Linked DNA regions of Mus musculus: all the other regions are linked to region 1. Evidence: chromatin contacts called from public promoter capture Hi-C data. All regions are on one chromosome and are shown on one strand. Each heading gives the region's core, a stretch centred on a gene start, on an enhancer-like site or on the middle of the called end of the contact. The rest is flanking DNA. Distances are from core to core; before and after follow the strand shown.

What was found. Promoter capture Hi-C pulls out the DNA fragments that hold promoters and counts their contacts.
Region 2: a contact with region 1 is called in a promoter capture Hi-C map of stem cell-derived epiblast-like cells, with 2.4 times the contacts expected there. The contact joins the promoter of Arhgdia here to the promoter of Tex19.1 in region 1. A contact is called at or near these places in 2 of 39 promoter capture datasets (embryonic stem cells and stem cell-derived epiblast-like cells).
Region 3: a contact with region 1 is called in a promoter capture Hi-C map of stem cell-derived epiblast-like cells, with 2.7 times the contacts expected there. The contact joins the promoter of Mcrip1 here to the promoter of Tex19.1 in region 1. A contact is called at or near these places in 2 of 39 promoter capture datasets (embryonic stem cells and stem cell-derived epiblast-like cells), 1 of 115 datasets of contacts at active chromatin or transcription factors (pancreatic cancer cells) and 1 of 9 other capture datasets (embryonic stem cells).
Region 4: a contact with region 1 is called in a promoter capture Hi-C map of stem cell-derived epiblast-like cells, with 3 times the contacts expected there. The contact joins the promoter of Tspan10 here to the promoter of Tex19.1 in region 1. A contact is called at or near these places in 2 of 39 promoter capture datasets (pre-B cells and stem cell-derived epiblast-like cells).
Region 5: a contact with region 1 is called in a promoter capture Hi-C map of embryonic stem cells, with 4 times the contacts expected there. The contact joins the promoter of Mrpl12 here to the promoter of Tex19.1 in region 1. A contact is called at or near these places in 2 of 39 promoter capture datasets (embryonic stem cells and stem cell-derived epiblast-like cells).
Region 6: a promoter capture Hi-C map of stem cell-derived epiblast-like cells shows a contact between it and region 1, with 2.8 times the contacts expected there. The contact joins the promoter of Npb here to the promoter of Tex19.1 in region 1. A contact is called at or near these places in 3 of 39 promoter capture datasets (embryonic stem cells, liver and stem cell-derived epiblast-like cells).
Region 7: a contact with region 1 is called in a promoter capture Hi-C map of stem cell-derived epiblast-like cells, with 3 times the contacts expected there. The contact joins the promoter of Gcgr here to the promoter of Tex19.1 in region 1. A contact is called at or near these places in 1 of 39 promoter capture datasets (stem cell-derived epiblast-like cells), 1 of 484 Hi-C or Micro-C datasets (regulatory T cells), 1 of 115 datasets of contacts at active chromatin or transcription factors (pancreatic cancer cells) and 1 of 9 other capture datasets (embryonic stem cells).

The regions. Positions count from the first base shown.
Region 1 is chr11:121,144,891-121,147,666 of GRCm38.p6, reverse strand. Tex19.1 (testis expressed gene 19.1) reads right to left here and starts at 1,524. Exons shown (of 3, transcript NM_028602.3): 1 at 1,445-1,524; 2 at 1,066-1,139; 3 at 1-938. The coding sequence starts at 849.
Region 2 is chr11:120,580,241-120,583,124 of GRCm38.p6, reverse strand. Arhgdia (Rho GDP dissociation inhibitor (GDI) alpha) reads left to right here and starts at 1,501. Exons shown (of 6, transcript NM_133796.8): 1 at 1,501-1,603; 2 at 2,732-2,884. The coding sequence starts at 2,754.
Region 3 is chr11:120,548,473-120,551,482 of GRCm38.p6, reverse strand. Mcrip1 (MAPK regulated corepressor interacting protein 1) reads left to right here and starts at 1,756. Exons shown (of 5, transcript NM_001033231.4): 1 at 1,756-1,826. Ppp1r27 (protein phosphatase 1, regulatory subunit 27) reads left to right here and starts at 351. Exons shown (of 3, transcript NM_026814.3): 1 at 351-619; 2 at 721-871; 3 at 1,154-1,508. The coding sequence starts at 430. The coding sequence ends at 1,277.
Region 4 is chr11:120,441,378-120,444,322 of GRCm38.p6, reverse strand. Tspan10 (tetraspanin 10) reads right to left here and starts at 1,692. Exons shown (of 3, transcript NM_145363.2): 1 at 1,506-1,692; 2 at 1-218. The coding sequence starts at 1,544.
Region 5 is chr11:120,483,135-120,486,192 of GRCm38.p6, reverse strand. Mrpl12 (mitochondrial ribosomal protein L12) reads right to left here and starts at 1,556. Exons shown (of 5, transcript NM_027204.3): 1 at 1,425-1,556; 2 at 764-950; 3 at 451-537. The coding sequence starts at 1,501. Hgs (HGF-regulated tyrosine kinase substrate) reads right to left here. Exons shown (of 22, transcript NM_008244.3): 22 at 2,209-2,804. The coding sequence ends at 2,694.
Region 6 is chr11:120,607,139-120,610,043 of GRCm38.p6, reverse strand. It overlaps Npb (neuropeptide B), which reads right to left and starts at 1,567. Exons shown (of 2, transcript NM_153288.3): 1 at 1,305-1,567; 2 at 944-1,229. The coding sequence starts at 1,535. The coding sequence ends at 1,101. It overlaps Anapc11 (anaphase promoting complex subunit 11), which reads right to left. Exons shown (of 3, transcript NM_001038230.2): 3 at 1,846-2,905.
Region 7 is chr11:120,529,157-120,532,253 of GRCm38.p6, reverse strand. It overlaps Gcgr (glucagon receptor), which reads right to left and starts at 1,527. Exons shown (of 14, transcript NM_008101.2): 1 at 1,421-1,527.

The sequences.
Region 1 (2,776 bases), core at 275-2,774:
CAATAACTCCATCCCTAATTCTGAAGCTGTCAGGATGCTCAGCCTCCAGGGATTCAGGCTCTGATGGTACAGGCCGTGCTGCCCAACTTCTTTCCGAAAATGGGCCACCCACATCTCACCAGGGTCCAGCAACACCTGCCAGTGCTGGACCTGAGTCCTTACGACCCAGCGGACACGCATTGACAGCAGGTGGCACCTAGATTGGACGCTATCCAACAGGAGGACAAACTTCTGGTCTTGCAACCAGGATTGTGCTACTGTCTGGTCCAAGGGCCAGTGGCATCTCAACTCCAACAACACAGGTTGCCCAGGAGATGGCATCACATCAAAAATATCCCACCAAGTCAGAGGAGGGATGAGCTGGTGCGAGCAGGGAAAAAGCCCATCAAGTCTCCAGGGAAGGGCCTGGGTCCACTCAGCATCCTCAGGACCCAGATCCAGGGGTACAGCTTCCTGAGGAAAGAGCTCAGTGGGCACAAAAATGGAGAATAGTATGCCCTGTGTCCACACAGGGGTTGGCAGCAGGACCCCAGACCCTTCAGAGACACTCTGTGGCACATAAAGGGACCCCAATCCCCGCCATGCATCCTGCTCAGGCCCTGGCTCCTGCTCAGACTCTGACTCTGACTCTGACAAGTATTCCAGGAGATCAGCATCTTCCTCTTCCTCTTCCTCTTCCTCCTCTTGCCAGTCTCCCATCTCCAGGTAGAGTTTATTCAATAGGAAAGCTGCCTTGAAGCAAGCAAAGCAGATCTTCGTCTGTTCCCCATGGACAAGATGGTACAGCCATGCCTCATAGAGGCAGGACATGCCCCTGGCCCCATGGCGAACGCTGACTGGGGGACACATGGTCAAGAAGTCTGTCTGCAGCTAAGCGGACACACAGATTCAGACTTGCTCGATGGACTGAGGAGGTCAGGTCAACAGAACCACAGAGGCTAGAAATAAGTGGGAAAGGCGAGAATGAGAGAAACGGGAGAAAACAGGGCACAGTAGGTCTAGGGGCTTTGGGGCTCCAGGACACGGGGCAGTGGTACCAGAACTGGGTGAGAATTCAATGAATACCTCTCTGAAGAAGTAGACAGGCTTGAGCTTCCAGAAACTTCTTCAGCTTCACACTTGCTCCAATATATGGGGAGCTAGAAAGACAGAGAAAATGAGGTTTGGCTCACCCTGCTGGGCCCGCTGCAGGGCTCCCCTGAGGAGAGGGTGTTGGGGCTCTGGCCCCCGGGGTTCCCTGTTCACTCTGGACAGGCTGGGGTGACATCAGAGGTGTCCTCAGGGCTCAAGGCCCCGACCTCACACTTGCGCCCGGCTACCAACCAAAGAGGCCGGGAAGCCTACGCCAGGAGGATCTCCTCTCTGCCCACCGTGCTCCCACCCGACCCAGGCCCACCGCACCCAGCCCGGCTCAGCCCCCGGCCCAGTCCCTTTCCATCCTTACCTCCCTGACTGAGCGCCCAGGTGCCAGCTAATGGACTCCAGAGCCAGGCTCTCCTCGCTAAGCACTGAACACCAGGGAGGACGAACGCGGCCTTATAAAGGGCCAAGTCCCGCGATGCTCCAGCTCATTTACATATCTCCCATGAGGTCCCAAAGCAGCAGGAAGCGAAGGTGCTGAGTCACTCTGGCCCTGAGTCACTCTGGCTCTGAAGGCGCACATGCGGCCTGGCGCCCCCTACAGCGCGCATGCGCTGCTCCCTTGCGCCACCTGAGTGCCCTGTGTGCTTCCTGTGTGCTCTAGCGGTGCCCGATGTCCCCATCCCTGTGCCTTCGAGGGACTCGAAGGCCCGGGCTCAGAGTTGGGCCCGCGGCACATCTTGTTTGGAAAAGTCGATTCCTTCTTCCCTGTCTCTTTAGTAAAAAGTTCTTTAACACTTGGGAAACTGCTCGCTCAGTTCTCAACTGCAGCCTAAGCACAGTTGCCTGTCTATGGGTCTTTTTGTTCTTAAACAGACTCTTTAAAGAAATTCTTTGTAGGGGCTGGAGAGATGGTTCAGGGGTTAAGAGCACTGACTGCACTTCCAAAGGTCGAGTTCATTCGCAGCAATCACCTGATAGCTCACAACCATCTGTAATGGGATCCGATGCCCTATTCTGGTGTCTCTGAAGAGAGCAACAGAGTACTCTTAAAATAAATAAATAAATCTTAGCCAGGCAGTGGCACATGCCTTTAATCCCAGCAATTGGGAGGCAGAGGCAAATCTTACAAAAACAAACAACAACAAAAAACAAAACCCAAAATAATTCTTTGAAGAGTTTATCCTTAAAGGAGTTTGGGACTCAGAGAAAAACCAAGCAGAAAATAGAAGGTATTCCACCCTCCAATTCAGCCTTGGAGCATACAGATATATTTGTTAAAATCAGTGAGCAGCATCGCAGTCCACTCTGCACATCCCACCAGGTTGGATATACTGGTGTAGCAACGTTCCTCTGTCATCACAGGGCCAGTTTCACTCTTTCTACAGGCCCTCGGGGCTGCCCTCAGGGCCCTGCTCTCCCCAGACCCTGGACTCGACTTCTGCAACCATTTTGCCCTGTCCAGAAGGTCACGTCTGGCCTCAAGCATCCAGAAACTACCATGGTTTCCTTCCTTAGGATCATGAAGCTTGGTTTCCTGGGTGCTCTGGGACAGCAGGAAGCAAGTTTCACTTCAGAGTTCAGTAATACTCCATTAAAAGAATATATCCCTTTAACCACTCACCTTATAAAGAGTATCTCATTGCTCTCTGGGATTTTTATAAGTAAAGCTGCTATGTGGAGTTGCGATCTTGGC
Region 2 (2,884 bases), core at 252-2,751, 560 kb after region 1:
ATGATCTTTGTGATTTTTTTCAAATGTGAATCACTGTATGTATGTAGCTAGACCGTATAAAAAATCTTTGGGCATGGGCAGGCTAAAAAGATGGCTCAGCAGTTCATAGAGCACTGGCTCCTCTTTGAGAGAGATCTTGGGTTTGATTCCCAGTACAGTACAGAACCCACTACTGTTCTAACTCCAGTTCCAGAGGATGCAATGCCCTCTTCTGACCTTTATGGGTACTGCACACAAGTGGTTCAGAGACTACTTCAAAATATTGATATGCATAAACATAAAAACGCAGCTTTGGAAGATTTGTACTTTGAGCGTCAAACCAGGGAATTGTGGGTGGCACAGAGCTCAATAAACCAGGCTCATCCAGTTGGAGGACCATGAGCCTCCTGAAAAGCCAGCTTGACACACTTCGTTGGGCACACCTGTGTGTAGGTGGAAGGCCAGCCAAATTCATCATACAGTAAGAGTGGGGATAGTCACGTGGCTTTTTGTTTTAGAATAGTTCTGCATAGAAGAGCAGCTACCTGGATGTAGGGTAATGATATTGCAAATCCATCTTCCTTAGAGATAAAAATAAATGAGCTTGAAAGAACACTTGGTTTGCTTCAGATTGATGTATAGCCAGAGGGTATGCGTGCTTGTGTAAAATAACTGGGCCACAACTGAAGATGGAGAGTGGAGGCCATTGGATTCCTCATCTTTTAAGTTTGATGACTCTCCGGAGCCAACAGCTGTTTCCTGGATACCACAGGGGCAGGTGTGGCCAACAGAGCAGGCCAGAAGCGATGGCTTTTGTGGGATTAAGCTATAGAAGTCCCCGTAGTGCCCCTTAAATTCCTGCCTCCCCTCAGTCTGAGGCTACACTCAGAAGAAGCCAACATGGAGTGCCCTCACGGAGTAGCAGGAACTGAGACTCCTCAGGAGGAACTGGAGTGGCTGGCACAAGCACACGACCGGGAACCCCCCCAGCCAGGCCCTCCACTAAGGAGGCTCCATCCTCAGCGTCGTGAAACACGCCTGGCGGTGATGGTGCACGCCTTCAATCTCAGCATCCTGGAGGCAGAGGCGGGCGCGTCTCAGGGATGAGGTTCAAGATAGGCAGGCAGCCCGTTCCAAGGAAAACCGCTCCTCACAGCAAAACCATACAACTTCTAACATACGGGGGCTCGGGGGGCACGCAGTCCCCAGAGCAATGCGCCAGGCAGCACAGCTACAGGGCACTGCGGTCGGTGAGGACTGTGGTTCTGTTGACTCTGAGGACAATGGGACAAGGGCCAGGCACGGCAATCAGGGAACCCTGGGAGCCACAGAATGGCCGCGCGACGCTGCTCTGGAAGAGCCGGCTCTCGTGTCCCACAAACCCTCGCACCCGGCATTCGGCAGAAGGCGCGAGGGCGCCGGCCCACGCGGGACGCGCCCACGAGGCCCGCAGCAAAATGGCGACGGCGCCGACCCGCGCCCCCTGGCGGCGCATGCGCAAGGCGACCCCGCCCGCGAGAGCGGAAGTCTTGTGACCCCGGAAGTGACCGTCCGAGCGGCGGGCGGCGGACGACGTTCGTCATTTGGTGCGGGAGGGAGCGCGAGAGCGGCGGTCGAGCCTCCGGTGAGTGGGCGCGTGGCGCAGCGCGGTGCAGTGCGGGAGGGGAGTGGGTTGGCTTTGTGCGGCGTCGCGGGCGACTGCGGCGCTCGCGGGCGGGGCGCGGTCACCCGGGCGGGCGGGCGGGGCGGGCCAGGGCGGCAGCGCAGGTCCTGCCGGAGGGGCCGCGGCCCCCCGGGCCTGCGCGCCTGCTACCAGGGGACCCCCTTCCTCGGCCTCGCGGGCGGGGTCCGGCGCGGGGCCTGGCCCGGGGCTCCCGCCGCGCGGCCCCGCCCCGCTCGGATTGCGGGCTCTACGGAAGTGCGGGCCGCGCCCTGATGCTGTCGCCGGCGGCCACGCTTGGCGTCGGGTGGGGTTGTCTGTAGCCTCCGGGTTTCGGACCGCCGCTTTATGTGTTTCCTTGGCGGACACCTCTCAGAGGGACAACGGCCGGGCTCTTCCCGGGACCGCTGCGCATTGCCTGTAGGCATCACAGTGGGTTTCCGAGAGACGTTTGGGAATCTGCGGAACTGAAAGGCATCTAGGCGCTTCCGTCCTGGTTGGTTCCTCACCGCCACTAAAGGTTTAGGGTCAGGGCCCAGAAACAGGCTCCTGAGATTTATTTGCAAGCGGTGCACTAGCTCCCAAGTTGCATACGCAGACCCTCACTAGAGAGGACAGACCTGCGTATTTAGGATCCCCTTTGGGCTCTTGGGATTTAAGCGGTCATCACATAGTTGAGCTTAGGACAGTATTCCATTGGAAGGGACGAACAAACAGACCCTTGTCCTGCACGTGGCTAACATACAGAGCATCTCCCTGTCGGAGAACTTACCTCCATGACCCAACCCAGTAAGATGAGAGCCTGGGCAGCTAGGGACAGCAACAGGACCCCAGGGATTTAGTGTTGCGTCTGCCAGTTCAGTTCGGTCTGGAGGCTTATTCTTAGTGGGGAGGAAAGGTGTTTTGCTTCTCTGAGGAACAGGCTGTGGTCCCATTTCGTTGCTTGGGGTTCTAGTCCTCTCAAATGGGCCTCTGCGTAGGGCAGTGGCAGCATCCTCTCAAAGTTCCAGTCAGGTGTCCTGCAGGTGTCAGGGTCTGCCTAGGGTGGAATGCCTCCAGGCTGTCACAGTCCTGCTCATGCCCCGCCCACAGGTGTCCCAAGCTAGAGGTAAGCATGGCAGAACAGGAACCCACTGCTGAGCAGCTTGCGCAGATAGCTGCAGAGAATGAGGAAGATGAGCACTCTGTGAACTACAAGCCTCCAGCCCAGAAGAGCATCCAGGAGATCCAGGAACTGGACAAGGA
Region 3 (3,010 bases), core at 507-3,006, 600 kb after region 1:
TCAGCTCCCAGTAGGTAGACAGGTGATCCATCATCCTTTAAGCTTAGACCCTCTTGATGCCCTTGAGCTCACATCCACAGCTTTCTTCATGGACTCTCTCCTAGTCCTTCTGTCCTCTATAAGGCACCTTCTAGGTCCAGCTGCGGAGAGGGAGTAGTAGCCAGGAAGGATCTGACCCCTTTGGCCGGACATAGTGACAGGTGTGCTGAAAGATGAGCCACTAAACATGATCCTGTGCTCAGGGAGCGCGGAGCAGCTCAGTTTCAGCCCCTCGCGTCTGCAAGCATGACTGCGTGGCTTTATATAGCCTCGCAAGCCCTTTATAAGCTGGAATCGAGGTTCTGTCGAGCAGGAGAGCTTACACAGATCTGGTCTGGTAGGGACACTTTCTCACTCATACCCACAGAGATAGCCCACCTCAATCCCAGGATGCCCAGCCGAACGGTCCGCTATGCTCGCTACAGCCCCCGACAGCGGAGGCGGCGGATGTTGGCCGATCGGAGCGTGCGCTTCCCTAACGATGTTCTCTTCTTGGACCACATTCGACAAGGCGACCTGGAGCAGGTGGGACGCTTTATCCGGGCTCGGAAAGTCTCCCTAGACACTATCCATCCCTCAGGTGAGTAGATAACTGAGAGTCTGGCCTTCTGTCCATAAGGAGGCAGGGGAGATCCTCTTCTGAGGGTTACAGCTTTGACCCTGTGTTCCCACCCTGCCCAGGACTGGCTGCTCTGCATGAAGCTGTGCTCTCTGGAAACCTAGAGTGTGTGAAGTTGCTAGTCAAATACGGGGCTGACATTCACCAGCGGGATGAGACAGGCTGGACACCACTGCACATCGCTTGCAGTGATGGGTACCCTGACATAGCCAGGTGAGACTATGGAATGTGGTTCAGAGGTTTCATCCTAATCTCTCCAGGTGGACCCCCCCAAAATATGGCTCTGAGGATGTAGGCATCAACTCAGGGATTCTGGCAGTTTCTACCCGATTGCAACATTAGAGCAAGCCGGAAAATCTGGCCACAGCTTCCAAGGGGTCAGGTTTCTTCCTCCTCACTCTGCCTGGAAAAAACAAACAGGTGACCCCAATATTCTAGCCTTTTGGCCCCGGAGTGGGCTGAGTAGGCTTTAACCACCTGCCCTTCACACCTCAGGTATCTCATCTCTTTGGGGGCAGACAGAGATGCAGCCAATGATGATGGCGATCTGCCCTCCGACCTTATTGACCCGGACTTCAAAGACTTGGTGGAACTCTTCAAAGGAACCAGCATGGACTGAGCCAGGAGAGCCCTTTGGGGCTTGCGCCTCCTTGGAGAAGTGGCAAGCACCTTGCCCCAAGGACTAGAGTGCCCACTGGATGTGCAGTGAGGCAGCCAGGCTGGTTAGGACTTGTGGGGAACGACCCTCTTGCCCCTATACCCATTTCTCTGGCCTGGCTTTTTCTCCAGGTTTGTTTGTTTTTTAATGGTGATACTTTTTACTTTTTCAATAAACATAATTCCCAAGCTGTGATGATGACTTGATTAGCGCAGTCCAGTACAAAACCATCGCCAGGTACGCGGGGGCTCGCTGGCAGCGCAGGGCCGGGGAAATGCGTGTCCGGGGCCGGTGCGCCGATGTTCTTGTTCAGAGATGCCCGGCAACCCCTCCCTTCCCCCGACACCCACCCGTGTTTCCGGGACGACCTCGCGCGCCTCCGACCTCGCCGCACTCCGTTCGCCAGCGATCACGTGGCCCGCGCCGTTTGCGCCTGCGCGCCGCGTCACTTCCGGCCGGCCCACTGGAAGCGGCGGCGGCGGCGGCAGCGGCGGCGGCGAGGAGGGCGAGGTGAGGAAGGCGCGGCGCGGAGGCACGGCGGGGCGGGGCGCTGCAGGCTCCGTGGGACCTTGGCCGCCCCGCCCCGCCCCGCCCTGGTGTCGCTGGGTCGCCTGGCCTGAGCGGGGAGAGACAAGGCCGGTGTCTCCACGGAGTGCGGACGTGGCGGCCGCCCCCCCACCTCCCCGGGAACCGACGCCCGCGGTCCCGGGGCAGCCTCTGAGGGCGCTCCCTGCTTTTGAGCTGCGCAGGCCAGCCTCCCCAAACCGCGCCGGTGTCCTTGCCGGCTACCTGCCCTGCCCACATCCCAGTTGTCCTGATGCAGTGGCTCTGCGCAAGCCCGGGGCCTGTCTGTGGGCAAGCTGGACATGCTGGTGGCCGGAAGTATCGTACCCTGTTGACAAAAGCAGCCCAGATCCTGGGGTGGTCGTCCGAGATAAAATGGTCTTCCCTCTGGACGCCATGTTTCAAACACAGGGCAGGCTCAAGCAAAGGCCCCCAGTGAGTTGAGATCAGCTGGTGGATTTCTGGGGAGTGTCCAGGACGTTTAGACAGCGATGTGACAGGAGTGCAACGAGAGCCAGGTCCTTCAGGAGAAGGAGTCTGGGTTTGGGTCCATTTAGGGAATATCTAATAGTTTGCTAGTCCCGGGAAAGAATAGGATACACGTTCTAGGTCTGATGACCTGCCACTGTCATCTGGAAGCAGGCCCGAGCTGTCACAGCACTGTGGCTCCTGCTTGGCTGGTCAGTCGCTATAAGCCTCACAATTTGAAGCAGGGAGTGGTGGCACACACCTGTCATGCCAACTCTTTGTGTGGTGGAATCAGAAGGATCAGAAATGTAAGACTAGCCAGGGCTACATGAGACCTTTTTTCTAAAAGGGGTGGGAAGAGGAAAGAAGGAAACAACAACATTTGGATAGTAGACGTTTCAGAAGAACAGAGTGACCAGCCATTGCACCATTGATTGTAGTGAGGGACCACTCGCATTGTCACTGTGGTGGGTAGCAAAGTGTGACCATTTAGCATCATGTGCCTGGCATATTGGATGTATTTAGAAGAGTTGATGTGGTCCTGGATCTGTCCCCCTACCCTGCCTTCCAAAGCCCTGGGTCCTATAGAAGTGGAGAGTTCTATAGAGAATAAACCCATTCCGGATCTCTCCCAGTAGAGGGGCTGTGAGCAGACCCACACG
Region 4 (2,945 bases), core at 443-2,942, 700 kb after region 1:
AAGAGGAAGTTAGAGAGGAAAATCAGATATTTGACACAGTTGCTCCCTGTGGAAAGGGGGAGGGAGGAGGCCTGGCCTTCCCCTGAGGCCTGGCGCTTTGCTCCAGGACAGCACCTGCAGCCCCAGGACCCCTTCTGATTCTCCCAGGGTGCTGGACATGGAATATTTGCGGTAGGTGGACTGTTCCTGGTGAGTGGGTGCTCTCGGCCAGCAGTGTCCTGCAGAAGGAGAGGAAACTTAGAGGATGCATTGGTGAGACCTCAGTCACACAGACTCTGTGACATCGAGCAGGGGTGAGGCCTCACCAGAGAGGGGCTAAGAGACTGGGGTGGGCTTAGAGGAAGTTTATGGAAGGAAGTAAAGATTTGAAGAATCAGTAACTTGGGGCCTGGGGACTTGTAATCTAAAAGGGCAGTGAGGGTCCTAGTTCACTGCTTTCCAGGGTCGATGTGTGAGGCCAATCTCCATTAGGACAGTATAATGACAGCTCCCTGAAAGGTCCCTGGTAAACACTGGGCAGAGCAGCAGTTACAAGATGGACCCACTCCCTTTCTTCTATACCCTTGTGAAAGATGGACCAGCGTGGTCTTGCCCAGGGTCAGGATTTCTATTCCTCCAACACAGCAGAATCATGGCAGGTGGGTCTGCTTCCCTAGTCTTGGAATGGTCTCTGTGGTGGAATCAGTCTATAGTGCCCCACCAGCAGTGACTTTGTGCAGTCACAAGAGGGACTTTCCCACCCAAGCCATAAGTGCAGGCTGCCTGGGATAGAGAAGCTGATCCCGTGACTACCCTTCTACCCTTCTGCGTGAAACGAACCTTGTTTTCTTTGTATCATCTCGGGCCCACCGACTGATCCTAGGTCAAGTGTGGACACTATGCTGAACCTAGTGTAGAGGATGCAGGGAGAGATTGCCTAGGTACTGCCTGCCTGGCTTCCTGGGCAGGGAGAGAGGCAGCCAATAGGCAGGAATTTAGAGGAGGCAAGGAGGCAGACCTGAGAGAGACCCTCTAAAGGGAGATGGGGTAACCTTGTTTTTCGAATGACAGTGTGACTTAGGCATGACTACAGCCAGGTATCTAGGCAAGGGTCTCATTTCATCCCCGTCCCACAGGAAGAAGCTTGTCCAGGTGTGTGGATTGCTCTTTCACCCTAAATTTGGAGCAGAATATGTGAAGGTTATTTGTCAGCCGGAGTCTGTCAGAGTAAAAGGACAACCTGCCAGAGCCAGCTGGCAGCATTAAGACTGCCTGAGGCCACAGAGTCCACAATCAGCCTCAAAGGACATTTGCCCTTACCTGATCCTGAATCAATACTTCTTTCAGGCCTATAGGGGGCACCTTAAAGGCTAGCACCCAAGTGTACCCATGGGTCAAGCACACAGCTAGACTGGGGGGTGGGGCCAGGAGTCAGGTAGACTGCAACCTGGTCCAGGGGCTTCCCAGAGGACCTTAGATCCAAGAAACATCTTCAACCTGAGCTAGGCCATTAAGTGTCGGCTCACCTGAGACAGCAAGGGGCTGCATTCTTCTTCCTTCATCATCCACACAATTGGAGAAAACCACGGAGAGCAGTGGCCAGGGTCTCTCTGAACAGGTTACAGTCCTAAAATAACGGTGTCCCGGTGTCCCTTGGCTTCTCTGTGAACTGTATAAGCCAGAGCTGGAGAGCTGCAAGCTCCTCCTCCAGTGCGATCACAGTGGTATCATGTGAGGAGTCACATTTTAGGGCTTACAGCAGGGGCCTGCTTCTATAGTCACATCTGGTCTTTCTAGCCTGTAATTCTTGGCCTTGGCTCCAGAGATATCCCTAATGTCTGCACAGTCATGATTTTGTTAAGGTGGCCCTGATGCTGGACCCATGGCCATCACTATTGAGTCCCATTTTGGTCTTGGCCTGTAGGCTCAGCTGGTCTCCTATCAGCACCCCTAAAAGATCAGTTCTGTGCAAACTGGTTCACAATAGCAGCCCCAGGAGCCCCACAGGCAGTACAAAAGCCAATTATCCTTATAGTTTATGGAGAGCAAGAACAACTCAGTATTCACGTTCCAGATGTCCCTTCCCTCCAAGCTTGTTGGAAGCAGGATTTTGCTGTGATCACTGTCCAGTCTAAAGGACTTGAGCAACTCGCTGTGGAGACAGAAAGCATGTCCCTAGGCTGTCAACACTGGGCCCTACCACCTAACTCTGTCTCCCTGCTTCTGACTGGTGTGTGTGTGTGTATGTGTGTGTGTGTGTGTATGTATGTGTGATGTAGATGTGTTAGTGTCATTATAGGCCCACAGGACCTTGAGACATCAGGAAGCCCTTCTGTAGACATGTTTAGGGCAAGGTTCTGCTGTACATGGAAAATGCCCCTCCTGTTTGGACCCCAGTTCCCCTGAGTTTTAACTTTTGATAGACATCTCAGGCTCAGCCTCCACTTTTAGCTTTATCTACCATTTTTTCTGACTTATAACTTTATATGCCAGACAATCGAATGGCCTAGCACTTGTGCATCCCGGCCTTTGTCATAACCCCATCTCCACTGCACTCACTGTTGCCTGGAGCCCTCCAGTGTCTTCCAGCAGCAGCAGCAGCAGCAGCAGCAGCAGCAGCAACACCCCATTTTTTTTCTTCCCCTGACCAAGCCAGCTCATTCAGTCAGCAGGGTCTCAAGTGAGGGAGTGAGGATTGAAAAGAAAAAAAAACAGTTAGAGAAAATGATACCCTGACTCCAGCCTGTGCTGAGGCTGGAACAGCTTCATGTCGCTCCAGCCTGCTTGTATAGCATCCTAGGTGCATCCAAAAAACATGGTCAGCTCTTAGATCAAAGACAAAGTAATCAAGTGAAGTAGCAAACAAGGAGGTCACACAAGGTAATAATTAAGAAGCCAGGCAGTGGTGGGGCACGCCTTTAGTCCCAGCACTTGGGAGGCAGAGGCAGGCAGATTTCTAAGTTCAA
Region 5 (3,058 bases), core at 307-2,806, 660 kb after region 1:
TCCAAATTGGTGCAGTGCACTTGAGGCAGGCACTCTCCCACAACATCTCTGTGCCCTCCCTACTTTTAATAATACTCAAGACTGCTGCACTGTTTGGCGTACCGTTTCCTCTCTTCAGATCATTTTTCCCACCAGTGTAGCTCAGAGGGCAGAAGGAAAGCTAGCTTACAGAATCGAGGTCCTGATCCCCAGAACCCATGCGGAAGGGGAGAACCCCCAAAAGCTGACCTTTGACCACCCCCTGCTCATGCACACCCACACACATGCACGCACTAGTAAAGATCTCGAATGCCTTCGGCAGAAAATTTCCCAAAGCTATTGCAGGGAGCCCACAGCAGAACACAGGGATTACAGCTACAGACTCAAGGAGGAACAGGGAAATACCTAAGTTATTGAGTCGGGCAGTTAACTGGGCACACAGAACTGGGTCTTCCTGTGGCCTAGGCTCACCTCAGAGGCCGGTGCTGCAGCAGAGACGGGACCAGGCACCATGCCACCCATTGGCATAAGGCCGACATCCTGGATCTTCAATGTTTTCTGTAGGATGAAGGAGAGGTCTCAGTGGCTGCTTATCAAACCCTAAATGGAGGTACAAATGGAGGTACAAGCCTATTTGGCCCTACCACCTAGGAAAGTACATTTGATAATTTACCAAACTCCCAAAACACCCCAGAAGAGACAGGGACCTCTGACCTTTGTTTGGTAAAAATACAACTAGAAGGCAGGGACTTTAGTCCTGGCCTGTGCCGATCTCTCCTAATACCTTCAGGAGTTCGTTGAGGTCTGAGATCTCCAGGAGCGTAAGGCTGGCAATGTCTTGGACCAGCTGCTGGATCTTGGGGGGGTATTCTTTGGGAGCATTATCCAGAGGTGCGCCGGCGAGTGCTTCACTCCTTCGGTGGCTGCTGCTTCTCAACTGCCGCGCTGCACAGACGCTGGGCATCTGTTGCCTACCCCAGGCAAACAGCCGTTAGATCAGAAAAAACGGGAGACTCAAGGGTACAAGATCCATGTGCTCAGTCTGCCACCGCTGAGGCCAGGCTCCACAAGCTGGGGTTAAGGGACCCGAAAAAGCTTTCCTACATTTCCCATAGAGCCTCAGGAGCCCACGACTATGTCTGCAATACTGCCCAGAACGGCAGGCTTCTGGTTGAATGGAATACATCAGCCTGGCGGGTGCACAGTGCTGCACCAAGCCTTCCAAAGCACGGGGCTCGGGCTATGCTGCCGACCACGGCGATGGGTCTCAGCGGCGGGAAGCTGGGGACGAAAGGTACCTGCACCCAAGGTCGCCCAGGCCGAGCCGCCCTCTCCACGCCCCGCAGGCTGGGCCGCGGAAGGTGGCGATGCGCCCGTCACCCCTTCCCTCTGAACCTACTTCCTGCCCGCCGCCCCGGCAATGGCGCTCTAGACCACCGCTTTACCTGGCAAGGCGAAGCGCTGCCCCCCGGAGTCCAAGCCGTGGCCCCCACAGGCAGCGGCTAGCCGCCACCGGCAGCATAGCTCCGCAAGCGGGAAGGTCACACGCGGCTCTAAGCGGAAGCGACGCTCTATCCGGGAGGAGGCGAGCTGTCCGGGCCGCTCTAGCCCGGGTTGGCTCCTGGTATTACGCACTAGGCGGTGCGACGCGCAGGCGCGGAGACAATACTGGGTTGGCGCTTTCTCCATCAGTCGTGTTCCGCACGCCTTTGTCTCGCCAGGGGAATAAGTAGGCGCCCCCACCCCTTTACCTACGGAACTCATAGCCCCTTGAATTCAACTCAGTGGTCCAAGAGGTTAGCAACCTCAGGAGCCCAGTACTCTAAACCTAGGAGAAGGAAGGGCCTGGAGTCCTCCCAAGAGCTCACTAGGCGGAACCGCCTCCTTTGAGTGCACACTAAGGCGGGCGCTTAGCGGGGAGGGAAAGAGCAAAACTTGAGACCTCACAGAAGTCAGGTTGAACCGTATATTTCAGGGTGAGCTATTGAGAGCTAAAACCTTAAGCAGTGGGTAATCCTGAGGGCAGTTGGGCTGCAAAAGCCCGCGTTTGCACCCTTCCTCACCCGCCTGGTGATGTATCCTGCACCAGATGAGTCTGCAGAATCCCCACCAGGAAGGAGACTGTTGGCAAGTCCACGGTTTCTCAGCCAGTACCCAGCACACTCCACAACAGATGCAGACTATTAAATTGTTGGTCCAACCCAGCCTGCTGCCCGAACAATCAATCATGAGAGTTTTGAAATACATTTTATTTTCACTGCTCTGCACTGAGAGATGACATCCAAGGAGAAGGGGAGACAGAGATACCTAAAGCTTCTACCCTTGCTGTGCAGGAGCCACATGGTTCTTCTGGGTACCAGGGCCAGGCCTGGACACCACACAGTTAGTTCACATCAGACTCCGGGCCAGGCTAAGCATCCCCACAGCATTCACCTGTGGCACCCAACACAGCCGGGCACTCTCCAGAGAAGGTTCTACTTGCCCTGCAGAGCCCCAGTCCCGGGGAGGTCAGACGGCATCAGGACTGAAGCAGGGAACCAGTGATAGGAGCCAGACCACCGAGGACAGGGAAGAGGGCCAAGGGGGAAGGCCCACCCCTTGCTCACAGAAGGGACACTACAGGGCAGTAATAGGGGAGGAATGGCTAGTTAGACATATAAGTGGTTTCTGGTGAACTGTAGTGTTACTCTGCATGGTGAGCGCCAGACTCAAGGTCAGTCAAAGGAGATGAGCTGGGCCTCACTGCCCTGTGCTGGCGGTCCCTGTGTAGGCGCTGGCTGGGCCACAGGGGGTTGCTGCTGGGGAGGGCCGGTGCTGGGGGCCATCTGGAGAGAAAGAGCAGATAGGCTCATCACCCCCCTTCACAAACAAAACCTTCGGCTTAGAACAAGCTTCACCTTAGCACATAGTAGATCAGGTTGTTACCAATATGGCAATGGCACGTGTGATCTCTTGTAAACTTGTCTCCTGTGCAATATGGACGCATGTGTACATACGTGCACTTAATGGCATGTCATGATTCTGTCTGCTGAGCAAAGCCCCTGATGCACCCAGTGCAAGGGATCAAAGGAAGCTCAGA
Region 6 (2,905 bases), core at 318-2,817, 540 kb after region 1:
CATCCGCCCACAGCAAGAGCTCTTAGGAAAGGGAGGGCGAGCCGGGCCAGGGAGCTGGGTAGCTTGTGCATATCTGGGGACCCTGATGAGGACCCCAGAACTGCTCTTGGTGGTTGATTGTGGGGAGACTGGCTCGGTGATGAAGCAGCTGACAGGAATGGCGAGGCCCAGCTCCCAAACAGGGATTCTGGTGCAGCTCTGTCCCATGCCGGGTGTGGCTGATGAGGCACCACAGAGAGGAGAATGAGAGGTGCTCAGAAGGAAGCTCAGGTACTTGGTGGTACCTGCCTCACCCACACCTGTGTCTGCCTTGGGCTGAGGGAAAGCAGGGCAAAAGAAACAACTGGGGCAGAACTCAAGTCTGCTGCCCACTTGGCTCTGTGGCCCAGAACATTGGGGGGGGCGGGGGGGGGGGCCAGGCAGGCCACTGAGCCCTGTTATCCCTCTGAAAGGGTGGGGCCAGGCCAAGCTTCTACCAGCGCAGTGGGTGGATCTAAGGGCTCCCGTGAAGTCCCGCCCTTGCACAGAGTCTGCACACCCCAGTGATCTGTCGCGCACACAGTAGCTATGTCCTTCAGGGCCTTTGGGAGGGGCTTCGCCAGGGGTGAGGCAGGACTCCGAGCAGGGCTTTCTAAAAGAACCTTGAGCTGACATTGTGGCTCTGAAAGACTGAGCAGCAGGAGCAGGGTCTGAGGATGCTCTGGGGGTGGTTTTAAATGGCATGCAAGAACTATCTATGCCCAGTGCCTACTGCTTAAGTAGGGGGACCACCTGTTCAGACTCTGGAGTCAGGGTGGAGGCTCTATCCCCTTTCTGGCTTTGTGGAAGAGGAAAAGAGCCAGCCAGGGCACAGAAGGGAAGTGGAGCAATCATCACCCCAGGGACCCGCTCAGCCAGGCACCCACTTGTCAGGGTCTCTGCGCCATCTCCTCCAGCAACCCTTAGCAGAGACAGTTTTGCTTCTTTATTAATTTAGCCATTTGCTATGGAGCATGGTGGGAGCTAGGGGCCAAACCCACACAGGGTCTGTGCTACTTCAAGCAAGACTGGGCATATGGGGGTTGGGGAGAGTCACCGGCCGCAGGGTTGGGGTTCAGGGCTCAGGTGCTCTGGCAATCAGTCTCGTGCAGCGACAAGAAGACGTCCGCTTTACACTGGAAAGTCCCTCGGCTGTTGAGTTGCCGCTGGCAGCTCTGCAGGTTCGGGGTCACATCTTTGACACACAGGGCCTGGGTAGGCGGTGGAGGCTGAGGGCCCGCCCCTGTCCCACCAGCTCCCGCCACCCATCGCCTGCTTGCACTCACAAGGCTCCTTACGCTGGGGCGCATCTCTAAATTGCGCAGAGGTCCGGTTCCCACCCGGAGTGCTGGAGACTCGGAGCGTCGCGTGGACGGGAACCTGTGGAAACTCGACAGTAGCCCCGAGGCGCGGCCCACCGAGTAGTGGTGGGGTCCCGCCGCGGGCTTGTACCACGCGAGGGCTGGCGGCAGGAGCAGCGCCAGGGCAGCGGCCACCAGCGTCCTACACCGGGCCATGGAGCTGTGACAGGGGCAGGCAGAATGTAGCGACTGAAGTCTGTGAACCAGGCTTTATATTTACAATGGGGGCGGGGGACAGAGGCAGGGAGGGGGATGAGGAGGAGCGGGCGACAGAAAGGAGTGGCGCACAGACTGCAAGTGGTAAATCAGTGGGATCTCACACCCTGCGAGATGGGGCAGAGGGCCCGTTCCTCCCTCAAGTGGAACTGTCCTTTTACTGACCAGATGTATCAACTTCCAAGGGTGGAATGTGGAACTGTCTTAGGGCACTATTACTGTGATGAAACACCATGATCAAAAGTGACTTGGGGAGGAAAGGGTTTATTTGGTTTACATATCCTGAGTCACAGTCCGCTGTAGAAAGCCAAGGCAGGAACTCCAATGGGACCGAGGTGGAAGCTGATGCAGGGGCCATGGAGGGGTGCTGCTTACTCTCAGGGCTTCCTCAGCCTGCTTTTTTACCGAACCAGGATCACCAGCCCAGGGATAGCACCACTCAAAATCTGCTGGGCCCTCCCTCATCATTCGCTAATTGATTTTTCCAAGCTGGAGAGATGGCTCAACAGTTAAAAGCACTAACTGCTGTTCCAGAGGACACAGGTTGGATTCCCAGTACCATGCGCAGGTGGCTCACAGGGCAGTTCACATCTGTCTGGAACTCTAGTTCCAGGGGTCAGATGCCTTCTTCTGGCCTCTATAGGCACTGGGAGAATGCATGTATGCACAGAAACGCTTGCAGGCAAAACATCCACACACATAAAATGTAAAGACATTATAAAGAGGAAGAAAGAAAATGTCCTACAGGCCTGCCCTCAGCCTGATCTTACGGAGGCATTTTCCCAACTGAGGATCACGCCTCTCAGAGGACTCTAGTTCACATCAAGTTAACATAACATCAGCCACCACAGGGGCCTTGCTTATTCTTTGGTCCTGTCTAGGCTCACCAACAGGGTCTCACTCTATAACCTATATTGGCCTCGAACTTGGAGAAAATAACTCATCTTGCCAATGCAACAAGGTTGGAGTTGTTTTGGTGTGGTGCTCACGGTGGAAGACTCTGATGCTGGGCTTGCCCTTTCTGAGGAGAAGTGTTGCGCTCAGGCTCCAACCTTCAGAAAAGCCTGGGCAAGCAACTCTGGACCCTAGGGGCAAGTAACTGCCCTGCCCACGCTACACCAGTGGGTATGGCCTAGGAACCGTCCCCACCTGTACTTAGCAAACAGTGACTCGAATACTGGACACAGGAGGGTAACATGTAAGAGACTTGTGGTATGTGCAGGAGCCAGAACATGAATAGGACTGTGTCTGGCCACCCAGGGCAGGCACAGGTGGATTAGAGCAGAGAGAGCTTCCTGAGGTCAGTGGTG
Region 7 (3,097 bases), core at 278-2,777, 620 kb after region 1:
TGATAAATACTCAGGGTGACAGGCAGCCAGGTGTGCACGACGCGCTCTCGCACCTGTGACCTGAGCTGCAGTTCTGGTCCTTTTTCCACCTTATTACCCTCCCTGTCAGGGAACAGATGGACATAAGGGACAGTAGACCAGGGACCCTACCCTCTTCCCGTCTTGAACTAGGCTGCTGAAATCTGACTCTCAGTGAGACCCAACTGTAGGTGAAATACGGAAGATGCAAGTCTGAATCCCTAAGATGCTTGCCTGTCTTGCCTTTAGATCAATCAATCCCCCTTCTTCAGAGCACATATCTGGCACACCAGCCACTCGGACTGGCATTGTCCCATGCCACCACCACACCAGCCACTCGGACTGGCATTGTCCCATGCCACCACCGCTTCCAGCAAGCTCCAACAGGACAAAGGACACGTGGGTGTTTGCAGTGTGGTTACCGATTTTCTCTGCAGGTGGCGGAGGGTGTTAGATGGATGGCCCAGTGGCCAAAGGGAGGCATCGAGGGAAGGTGGGGGGGGGATCCTCTTGGTTCCTTAGAAGCCAAAGTAGCAACGTTTTTGATCTTAGGAATCCCCAGAGATATCAACTGGAAGGGTGTTTTTGTCAAAACAGAGAAACTAGACCAGGTCATAGTCCTATGGCAGGGACAGGATCAGGGGCCACAGGCTGTGACAAAGCCTAGTTCTCCAGTCCTCCCCTGAAAAGGGGCGGAGATACCCACGGGCTCGGGTGAGCTCAGATTCCCCCTTCTATGTCTCCAAGACAGAAGAACAGCAAAATATGCCTGGTCTAACCTCGAAGGATGCGAGAGCTAAGAGGTAAGGGATCAGTCGGTTTGCGACAGAAAACTTCGCGGGTCTGAAGTGGGAAGGTGGTCTCTGGGGAGCAATGACCTGAGCTTGCAGGGGAAAAAAAACCCTCAGTGCACGGTGCCTACACATCTAACCCGCAAGACTGAGACACTGCTAGGAAGTTCTGGAGATCAGGGACACATAGGAAGGGGAAGCGAATCCATCTGAAGGGGATGAGCGAGCCTTTGGAGTGTGAGAAGCTGGAAGCTGGAGTGTGTTGGGCGTTCAATGGGGCAGCAGGATCCACGTCTGCACCCACCCTCTCCCACCTTCCTGGATTGCGCTCCCAGAAAATAGAAAGGAGAAGTTGAGACCCCTAACCTGCAGGAGACGGTTGGGAATCAGGTGGCCCTAACCGTGACAGTAGGACACATTTCCCGTTTTGAATAAGGTGTTAGACCGGGACGAGAACCGCGACTCCCAAAACCCCAGGGACAGCTGGCTTACGTCCAGGCCCGAGGGCCAGCTCCCCGCTCCCCTCTTCTGTGCGCCCAGGTCACGCTCGTGCTCCAGCACCCCACAGACAGCCTGAGACCATCCCCTCGGGGCCCGACCCTAGTGCTCACTGTGCTCAGTCGCCGGGGCTAGGGCTGCGCTCCTCGCGGTCCTCGAGCGTACTCGGATCTGGGCGCCGGCGACTGCTCGCCTCGGCCGCGCTGTGATCGGGGTCGGCGCCAGCTCCGCGCCAGCCGCTCGCAAACTTTCCAGCGGCGACGCTGGGCGGCGGCGAAGGGGGAGGGGTGGGGGCGGGAGCGGCCCGCGGGGGAGGGGGAGAGATGAGGGTCCGCGCCCGCGCCTTAGTGCAGCGGACCTGCAGCGAGCTCTCAGACCCTCTCGGTGTAACCCCGAGTATATCTCCTGGGCTGAGCTTGCCTGGCAGGTCTGCATCCCGCGTTCTCCCTTTCCCTCCCCTCTGGCACACAGGAGCAGGCCCTGACCTGGATCCGACCCTACGGGTCCCTTCCGAGAACCCTCACCAGGTGTACCGTAACCCTGAGGATCCAACCTTGCGCACCCTGGACTTCAGAGAGCCTCCACGGGTGAATCCTGACCTGGCAGGTGCGAATCCTGATGGGTCTGAGTTCTCCAAGGGAACAATAAGTGACTCAGCGCGCCCCTTTCTCTTTCAATGTCCACTGTCCTGGGGTCTCATCATTGCGTTCAGGTTTGCAGTCTTGATTTTCTAGAAGGACTAAGTCCCTTACTTAACCACATCTGGCTCCTGGCTGGAAGGTTGCAGCTGCCACACATGCACCATGGGTGGGAGAGGTCAGGATACATGGGCCGCTCTGCAGATTTCAGACAAGGTGATCCGCTAAGAGTGCCTCTTAAACCCTTTCCAGGTTACATGCCCTGTGGGCCTCAGGGACTCCTGTCCAATAAGCCCTCAAGCAACACCACTCATTTGACAATCCACTAATTTGGCCATATTCTCAGTCGGCACAGACCTTTTTTAGATACCTCCTTTTCTGGAGTCAAAGGTTCTGAGCCACAAGCCTGCCTTTCGCTCCTAGACTCAGCCCTGGAGAGGACTTTCTCCACTGCCCGCCCCCCCATTTGAGCCCTTGAGCCACCTTTTGTTGCCTCATCTCCCCTCCTGCCCAGTAACCTCGGGATCAGAAACTCCCTTGGGTGTTTTTGGGCTTCCACTTCTCTGGCTTCTCCACATCCTGTAAGAGGGTCATGTTGCTTTCTAGAAAGTTCTCCCTGTAACTGTGGCTTTCAGAATGGGTACTCACAACCTCCCTCCCCATTTCCAGCCCCCAGACCAGTCCTCTGCGGCCCAAGTCTCCTATGTCTGTGTCCTCTCCTCCACCTCATACCTGCAGATCATCTAGTAAAGAGCCGAGGCCCCTCTAGGGAATCCAGTCCAGCACCAGTCTCTCTCATCTGGAACACATGTGGTTTCTTCTCTGTCACCCACCGCCCTTCCTCAGAACTCCCATGGGCCTTGGGTCAGTTCCTTGTTCAGTTGTTGTCCTTCTCCAGGACTCCATGTCTATTTAGGGGACATTGGATCTTGTGCCCCAACCTGTGGGTTCCCTCACCGGTGAGCTGGCCCACCCTCCAGTGATTCGTAGGCAGACCCTGCTTTGTACATGTCTATAAGATCCACAGGAAGACCCTGCCAGGATTTGGGGACAGGGATACTCCCCGGGGCTCTGTCTTCTGTGCCCCTATCTTCAGAAGAGTCCACCAGAAATCCTGACAGGGAGCTGCCCTTTTCTGTTTTGATCCAGGCA